Regions from separate parts of the Ovis aries genome. Here region 1 is linked to region 2. A link is a contact called in public Hi-C data. All regions are on one chromosome and are shown on one strand. The core of a region is the stretch at or near the end of the contact, and the rest is flanking DNA. Distances in the headings are between cores, read along the strand shown. Region 1 has its middle 120 kb from the start of NFIL3. Region 2 has its middle 110 kb from the start of TRNAG-CCC.

Region 1 (5,106 bases), core at 1,922-4,421, 530 kb after region 2:
AAGTATCAGCTGAGAAGCTGGCTCAGTTAACTAATGGATATAAAGATTTTTAGGCAATGCCATTTCCTTTATTGGCAACCTTTGTCATTATTGTGGGTAGCTTGAGTATTGGCGGTCACTTTTTCAGTTCGCATCTGCAATCCAGGACCTCAGTAGTGGCACCTTTGCTCTCATAGTCTGCCAGTAGATATCTCATATACAATCCCAGGTAGATATCACCATGAATTTTCCAAACCTGCATAGAAGGGCAATATATAATCCAGCTTCTTATACTGAATAAACTCACACGAATAAAACCACATGTTGTTTATATTATTACATAGCTTTATTGATACTGAGTGCCTACTGTAGTCATTAACTGAGTTTCACCCTTTTATATAAAATCCTAAATAATTTCACATAGAACCTTCTTGTTGTTTAGTCACTAACTTGTGTCTGATTCTTTTGCTATGCCATGGACTGTAGGCAGCCAGGCTCCTCTGTCCACAGGATTTCCCAGGCAAGAAGACTGGAGTGGGTTGTCATTTCCTTCTCCAGGGGAATCTTCCTGACTAAGGATTGAACCCACGTCTCCTGCATTGACAGGAGGATTCTTCTGTGAGCCATCAGGGAAGGCCAGAATCTACTTAATCTAATCTAATCTGGAAAGGAGGGTACCACTCTTCCCTGGAATGGATGATGGTGGTGGGTCTCAAGAGATTAAATGACATGATCATCAGAAAGAATGTATTGACCATGTGTTTCCAGTTGCTTTGTTGTTGCTGTTCAGTCACCAAGTCGTGGCGAACTCTTTGCAACGCCAAGGACTGCAGCATTCCAGACTTCTCTGTCCTTCACTGTCCCTCAGAGTTTGCTCAAACTCATGTCCATTGAGTCAGTGAAACTGTCTAATCATTTCATCTGCCACCCTCTCTCCATTTGCCTTCAATCGTTCCCAGCATCAGGGTCTTTCCTGATAAGTTGGCTCTTTGCATCAGGTGGCCAAAGTATTCAGCTTCAGCATCAGTCCTTCCAGTGAATATTCAGGATTGATTTCCTTTAGGATTGATTGGTTGGATCTCCTTGCAGACCAAGGGACTCTCAAGTGTCTTCTTCAGTGCCACAATTTGAAAGCATCAATTCTCCAGCACTCAGCACATCTGTACACGACTAATGAAAAAACCATAGCTTTGACTAGACGGACCTTTGCAGGCAAAGTGATGTCTCTGCTTTTTAGGTTGGTCACAGCTTTTCTTCCAAGGAGCAAGTGTCTTTAAATTTTGTGGCTGCAGTCACAGTCCACAGTGATTTTGGAGCCCAAGAAAATAAAATCTGTCAATACTTCTACTTTTTCCCCTTTTATTTGCCATGAAATGACGGGACCAGATGCCACGATCTTTCCTTTCCTTTCCTTTTTTTTTTTTTTTTTTTTTTTACTTTATTTTACTTTACAATACTGCATTGGTTTTGCCATACATTGATATGAATCCACCATGGGTGTACATGAGTTCCCAATCCTGAACCGCCTTCCCACCTCCGACCCCATATCATCTCTCTGGATCATCCCCCTGCATCAGCCCCAAGCATCCTGTATCCTGTATTGAGCATAGACTGGCGATTCGTCTCTTACATGATAGTATACATGTTTCAGTGCCACTCTCCCAAATGAGCCCACCCTCTCCCTCTCCCTCAGAGTCCAAAAGTCCATTAGTTTTTTGAATGTTGAGTTTTTTTTTTTTTGAATGTTGAGTTTTAAGCCAGCTTTTTTCACTCACTTCTTTCACCCTCATCAAGAGACTCTTTAGTTCCTATTTTTATTGCTTAGCAACATTAAATATAATTAAATATATTTTATAATATAAATACTTGCTTATTAACATTAAATATAATACAGTTATACTGTCTAGGTAAAAGCAGATCTTTACTCAAAAATCTCAAAGTATACCTCACTTGACTTTGATTTTCCTACTGCAAGTCTCTGCATGATGGTAGCATCATTTCTCCTGCTGCAGTTGCCTGAGGTGGGGGTGCCAACCCACCTTTGATTCCTTCCATGCCCACTGCTTTGATTACAAGGCTGCCTTCCACACAGCCTGGAAAGGCCAAGGGGCTCTTCCAGCTTCCTTTGAAGCTAGCATGGGGATGTTAAGCAATCCTGGCTAATAGGAAGTCTGCTGGGAGCCAAAGAAGGAAAAAGTTTGTATGTGGCAGCAACAATCATTTGTGCGAGGATGCGACACTTGCCATCAGAAACAACAAAGCCCTCACTAAGGGTGGTAGGAAGGAAGCTGCAGCGAGTCTGGTTCTCGCTGGAATCTCAAGTTGCTGCACCAGCCTGGGAACGTCCACTATCTTGATGTACAAGACAGTTATGACCCTGGTTTTTAAAGAGTTTTTACTCAAAGTAAAGTGTGGCCCATGGGCCAGCAATATCACCATTACCTGAAGCTTGTTAGAAATTCAGGATCTGGGGTCCATGGAGACCTACTGATGAGCATCTGCATTTTAACCAGATGCCCTGGTGAGCAAATGCAAGTGAGAATGTCTTCTATTGGCTTAAACACTGCTAACTATTCTGTTACTTGCAACTTGAAGCACCTAACTGACTCAGATGTGGTTCCGCAGTCTGCAGGCACTGCCTGCACTGTGCAGTTCCATATGGCATATTGTTAGGGTAGTCTGCCCTTTACATTCTCAGAAGCTCCTTCAAACTGTGTGATGCTCTCTGAACTGTTTTCTTCAGATGAAAAGAACTTTTCATCAATACAAGTCGTATGCATCAGAAGGCTGAGGGGTTTATAGGAAAGTCCGATGTGGCCTCAAACTAAGCATGAGGTTTCTCCAGGGCTGACTGTGCTGACTCATTATGACTCCATACGCTGTTTCATTTTCCTTCTCTCTTTTTTTTTCTTTTCTTTCCTTTTCTGTATTGTCTTCCATTCCACTTTCTCGGATTCCCCTATTACTTTAAGAGGTACATTTTAATAGAACATCAAAGAGAAAAAGAACAGTCTTAGAATGATCATGATAGTAAGTTGGCAGAGTAATAGGAACAGAGAAACTGGGATACTGCTTTTTTCCCATTTTAGATCTCCTTTAGTACACTTTAAAGAAATTGAATAGGTATGTCTTAATGCATAACATCATAATGTATGTGTACGTAAGCAATGGAAAATGCTTTTAATAGATTATAGGTTTAAATAAGCAACATCTAGCATAACCTAATTATTGGTATTTAGCAACCCAAAACTAGGAAATGTAGAGAAAGTCAAGATGTTTTTCCAGTTCCCAGAACATAATTTTGTATCATGGGAATTATTTTGACAGTTTTAGCAAATGGGAGCTTTTTTCCGTCTAGTTTCTGGACATGAAATTGGACCTTTAGGGCTTTACACAAGTGATTATTAATCTTTCCAGATTTCCACTTTTTAAAAAAGTCCATAAAGTAGTTATGCAGAACACAATACTATAACTGAACACAGTCTGAAGACAGATGACTAATTTCCTAAACTATTTCTGGATTTTCCCTTTTACTCCTTATAGCCTCAAACAGCTCCAACAGAAAATTTTACTGTGAAGTCCTTTCCCCTCCCCAGCCAGCCCCCTCTTCCCTTGAGAGGTAGAAAGTGAAAGGTTAATAATGAAATACTTAAAAAATGATTCCACTGGGCCCTGCCTGCTATTCACTAGCAAGGAATGTGGTTGTGCTTATACAGCCGAGGTTAGTCTAAAAGAATTTTCATAAACCACCAATTGCATTACATCAATGCATCATTTAAATCCCATGGTGATTTTCCTAAACATAACTAGCTCACTGGCTTCAAACATACTATCTCTTCTTGTCATTGCAAAAAATTCCCTAAATGTTTATACTCTTGCAAGTCAGTACTAAAATGGCCAGTTAGCTAATGCGGAATACTGAGGAAAAAAGTATTGTATAACCTGTCAGGAAATATGACTGAGATGGAAAATATAGCCATCAAGTTAAACTGTCAGAATATCATGCCTTCCCAAAAATGTGATATGAAGCTTTCCACTAACTGCTTTGTCTCTGTATATTTCTCTCCTTCTTTGGGAGAGAAAGGACAGAGGCTGGCGATGACAGGTAAACTGCAGAGGGATTCAGAGAACCCTATTTCTCTTTCTAAAACATCAGGTAACAAAAATGTTCTCCACCCGCAGCCCTGGCTTCTCTCGTGAGCTCCAGATGCAAACATTCAGCTACTTCCAGAGCATCCCCATTGGGTTGTTCTTACACCTCACGATGACCCAGCTCTGCCCTGGGCTGCAGGTCACCTCCCAGAACCCCTGAGGACCTCCCTGCTTGGCAGCTCATTATTCCCTTAGCACAGGCCTCGGAGTGGGGGCTCATGTGGAGCCACAGTCTGCCCATCACGGTGGAGCTCTCTGTGCCCCAACCCTCACCACAGAGGCTGAACAAATGGCCTTCTGAGGGAAGAGAAAGGGAGTAATGAGACAGAATTATGATGTGCTTGGGGCAAGCAGTTAAAACTGAGTGCTACAGGGAACTCAGTGTTCTGCGGTGACTTAAATGGGAAGGAAATCCAAAAAAGAGGGGATATAGACACACGTATATATAGCTGATATATGTGTATCGCTGATTCACTTTGCTCTACAGTAGAAACTAACACAACAATATCATATATGAAACGAATCGCCAGTCCAGGTTCGATGCATGATACTGGATGCTCGGGGCTGGTGCACTGAGACGACCCAAAGGGATGGTACGGGGAGGGAAGAGGGAGGGGGAACACGTGTATACCTGTGGCAGATTCATGCTGATGTATGGCAAAACCAATACAATATTGTAAAGTAATTAACCTCCAATTAAAATAAATAAATTTACATTAAAAAAAATAAAATAAAAAAGAAACTAACAAAACATTGTAAAACAACTATACTCCTACCAAGAAAAGAAAGATTAATTTTATAAGGACTATCCGAGTATCCAAGGGAAAAGTCAGAAACCCCTGCGCTTCTCCCAAGATGGCTTGAGGGCACAGCCCGGACGGAGCCTCCCAACTGCCCGCTTTGAGCTGCAACAGGGTGACTCCCAGCCCCTTAGAGAAGCCCACCCAGATTGCTCTAGCTGTCACTCTTTCTCCA
Region 2 (4,617 bases), core at 1,837-4,336:
ATGATTTTACAAGCATATTCCTATGTTGAAATTTATCAAATCGTGCCCTTTAACATGTGCTTTATTATACATCAATTAAACCTCAGTAAAGTTATTTTAAAAAGTAAATAAAGCCTAGGGAGCAATAGTAATTGACTAGCAAGGTAGACAAAGTAAGGAATTCTTATAAAACTGGACAAATGCTCCAAAAAAACAACAGAAAGTTTCAGGAATTTGGTGCACCAGGAATTTTGGGAGATATGAAAGAAAGTCACAGGATTACAGTGTTTACAAACCACCAGGTCACCATCTCGGTTCCCCTGCTAGGTGCCAATACCCTCCCCAACTTACTTTGCCCTGGGTTGCAGCACCATCCACTGCTCCTACCATTCATATATGCAATGGAATATTAGCCATAAAAAAAGAACAAAATAATGTCATGTGCAGTAACATGGATGGACCTAGAGATTGTCACACTGAGTGAACTAAGTCAATCAGAAAAAGACAAACATCATATGATATTGCTTATATGTGAAATATTTAAAAAAATGGTAAAAATGAACTAATTTACAAAACAGAAATAGAATCACAGATGTAGAAACCAAACTTATGATTACAAAGGATGAAAGGAGAGTGGAGAGATCAATTGAGATATTGGGGTTGAAATGTACACACTGTGCTTAGTCGCTCAGTCACGTCTGACTCTGCGACACCATGGACTATAGCCTGAGGCTCCTCTGTCCATGGGAATTCTACAGTCAAGAATACTGAGGTGAGTTGCCATGCCCTCTTCCAGGGGATCTTCCCATCCAGGGATTGAACCCAGGTTTTCTGCTTTGCAAGCAGATTCTTTAACCATCTGAGCCACCAGGGAAGCCCAATGTATGCACTATTTTATATAGAATAGGTAACTGATAAGAACCAGTGCATAGCACAGGGAACTCTATTCAATACTCTGTAATGATCTATATAAGAAAAGAATCTAAAGAAGAGTGGATATATGTTTATGTATAACTGATTCACTTTGCTGTACACCTGAAACTAACACAAGATTGCAAATCAGCTATGCTCCAATAAAATTTTTTTAATAAAATTAAAATCAATTTTAAAAAGAGAAGGTTGTGGATCCCTATCTACCCACACACTCACAGGCCCCTGCAAGGTAGTCCCCACGTGGCACAACCTGCCCCTGAAACAATCAGATCTCTGTCAACTGTCTCTTTAACAAGAATAGGCAAGGATTTCCCAAGCACTTCAGGAAATCTTCCAATATGAAAGAGAGAGCTAAAAGAAAGAGAAGTGGGGAGAGGAATGAAGGGAGAGAAGGAAGGAGAAAGACCAAATCAGATAAGTAGAGATAAGACAGAAAACAAAACACAGCCTCAAAAAAAATTGTCATTAATATCTTAGGAGAAATAACAGAAGACATTGTATCCATTAATCAAGAATAGTTGACACAACAAGGAACAATCAGAGATTAAGAAGGGCTCCTGGGAATTAAAATTATGAGAACTGAAACAAACCTGAAACTTGGTAAAAGGGAATCTGGAGGAAACACATGGAAAATGAGCAGAGCTGGCCTGAACTGGCCTAAAGTAAGGAGATAAGGAGGCCAGCCCACTGGCTAAGAGCTCCAAGCTCTGGGGTATAACATTCAGCCCACTCTACAGTTTTTTGAGGATTTCATCCACTGCCAGCTTGGATGGAGTGTAAGAGGGTGCAATTTATCTGAAGGGCCACCACTTAAGTTGTTCCATTCTGCCCAGCCACAGGGCAGAGGCGACCTGATCCAGCCTGAAGGTCTGCTCACCTGGGCTGAATGTACAAGTGAAGACACCAAGGAAGTGTGTTCTGCTAAGGGGGCCTTTGTAAAATTCACACAAAGGAGCACAGCAGGTCAACAGGGTGCCAGAAAAGATGGCCCTTCATCCCATTAGGCACAGCTACCTTACAGGCATCACCTTCTTCAAGATGCTGCTCAGCCCCAAGGACAGTGCTTGTCCCACAAGGGAGAGTGAACATTTGACCCAGGTGCTACTAGTGGTAAGGAACCCACCTGCCAATGCAGGAGACATAAGAGACGCAGGTTTGATCCCTGGGTCGGGAAGATCCCCTGGAGGAGGGCATGGCAATCCACTCCAGTATTCTTGCCTGGAGAATTCCCATAGACAGAGGAGCCTGGAGGGCTACAGTCCATGGGGTCACAAAGAGTCAGACATAACTGAACTGACTTAGCACGCACAGCTGATGCTCTAGAAACGTGGCTAGGGCACTGTGCTTTTGAAAGGTGGTCCTACAGAGGGCGCAGCTTCCACTGAGCTTTGGCCACTCCTCATTATTCTCCTGGGCTCCTCTCTGTGCGCTCCCCACCAGCAGAGCCCCTCTCTGAGCAGCAGCGGCAGTAGCATCCTATTTGCTTCGTGCTCATCTCCCACGGAGGGACACTTGGGGGCAGTCATTCGACATTGCACACACTTGCAAGCCTCCTCCTGCCCAGGCTCCAGTTCACTCTGAGAACACAGCCTTTACTTGGTGACTCTAGGACATGCTGTGACAACTCGGAGTCTAATCCCCAAACAAGACCCCCTGTGATGCTGTTCACACTCAGCCACAGTGGTCCAGCCCCACCGGCCTGCAGACCCCTCACTCAGGTGGGATGAAAGAGCTAGACAGCTCCGCTCGCAGGACTCATAAATCACAGCCCCTCAGCAAACAGGAAGAAAGAGCAGATTCAGAGACATTTCATTTTAAGTGGATTTAAAGTAACACACCAACACACAGCTCTATTTCCTAGTCATTCTGCCTCTCATTCTCTTAATAACCCTGACATTCCTGTGGGAACACTTCATCTCAGTGAAGGAGGTATGTACAGTTTCTCTGTCATAAAATCATCAGATATTAAACAAATGAAGAGAGGGGCATAAAACAGACTGAAATTACAGCCTGGGTATGTTCTGCCAGAGTCCTCACTGGAGAACTGGACTTTGTCCTTTTCATCTTCATTACCCTCATGCTGGCATTTTAACTGATGGAAACAATACCACACAGCAGGATTGCGAGGACCTCAGGACCAAAACATTAATAAACAGGCATTATGCTTACGCATGGTAAGTTCCAGAAAGGGAGCCTGGTTAATGAGCAAAAGTTCAAAAGAAGCTGAGTGATGTAAGACGTACGATAATGACTCACATGTACGGCATTTGAGACGGACTTTCACAAACAAGGGGGTGGCCAGCAGACTCAGCAGGAGCAGCTAAGAAGTCCATCAGCCCAGCCCCGGTGGGAGTTCTTGGAAACCCCAGCAGAGGGGGAATTGCCACAGAATGAGGACCCAGGGCTTTCTTAAAAACACTATGACCCCCAACTTCTCTGTTACACTCTGCATTGCCCTGCATTTCTGAGTGACATGAAGCTAACTATTCACCACCATTGTGCACCTCTAAGTGATTGCAAGCCAAGGGCCCCCTTCAGAGGGGCAAACCCAGTTTTGTGAAAGAGAAACCAGCGTCCTACCGAAGCTTGACATAGCTTTCTTCATTGTTATGATGAAAACATCTTCAGATCCACACCCAAATGACAGCCCAGAAGGAAAGAATGTATGAGCGTGTTGTATGTGTGAGAGTGTATGTGTGTACGTGTGTGTCTGCAGGCACTTAGTCCAATAGACACACACCCACGGACTTCAGCGGGTTACAAAACGTCCTCTGTACTGAAGAATTTCAGACTGGTGGGATGATTCATTTAGGGGAATTGCTGAAAGCTCTAATACATAAGGAAAGGAGTGCATGCGTACATACATGTGCTGTCCGACGCTTACCAGCTGGTGTTCCAAGCGGGTGGAGTGCATTGCTTTCAGGTTCCATTGAAAAGAAACTGCAGAAAATTGTATCCGCATATAAGAATGCAATCAGACAGAGAATGTTGGAGGAAACACGAGCCAGAGAACCACTGTGATTCAGGAAGCAGACGGATTTACAGGAGTCTTTACAGTAGATTTCCTGCTTCCTCTGCCCCTTCTGTCTGCTGGAGTCTGTGTTCTCCCTGTCAGCGGGGATCCTCCTTCCTTCCGAGGACTCTGGGACTCCTGTGGTGATGGGGCGGGCACCAGCTCCTCTGACTTCCACGGGCTTCTCCTCTGTTAACTGTGTCGACTTGGGCAGATAATGACCAGCTCATGAGCCACCTGCAGGGTTGTGGTGAGCCTGAGACCAGGCACAACCAGGACAATGGAAGACCGGGACGCTCTCCACTTAGGAAGGTCCTTCCCCGAGGTGTGAGCTTGTGGGACCTTAATTCCCCGACCAGTGATCAAACTCGAGCTCCCTGACATGGAAGTGTGGAGTACTAATCACTGGATTGCCAGGGAAGTCCCTATACTATCGTATTTTTAAACAATTCAGGTAGTTTTATTCTGTTCCATGTGTGTATATTTTTGACAAAAGTGGGAGACTATATGTTGTTTTTGGAGAAGAAAATGGCAACCCACTCCAGTATTCTTGCCTGGAGAATCCCAGAGACAGTGGGCCCCCCGTCTATGGGGTCGCACAAAGTCGGACACGACTGAAGTGACTTAGCAGCAGCAGCAGCAGCATATCGATAGGACTGGACCAAGCCCACAAGGGCAACCATTGCTGGCAC

What was found. A called contact is a pair of places that touch in the nucleus more often than the background predicts.
Region 1: a contact with region 2 is called in a Hi-C map of skin fibroblasts, with 3 times the contacts expected there. The contact joins two enhancer-like sites. A contact is called at or near these places in 3 of 16 Hi-C or Micro-C datasets (skin fibroblasts and tail adipose tissue).

The regions. Positions count from the first base shown.
Region 1 is chr2:26,578,135-26,583,240 of ARS-UI_Ramb_v3.0, forward strand. No RefSeq gene overlaps it. Among named protein-coding and RNA genes, the nearest start is that of NFIL3, 120 kb to the left of the region's middle. Within about 2 kb of position 3,172, at least 4 of the 54 cell types and tissues checked have an H3K27ac peak or open chromatin away from gene starts, as enhancers often do.
Region 2 is chr2:26,043,540-26,048,156 of ARS-UI_Ramb_v3.0, forward strand. No RefSeq gene overlaps it. Among named protein-coding and RNA genes, the nearest start is that of TRNAG-CCC, 110 kb to the left of the region's middle. Within about 2 kb of position 3,087, at least 36 of the 54 cell types and tissues checked have an H3K27ac peak or open chromatin away from gene starts, as enhancers often do.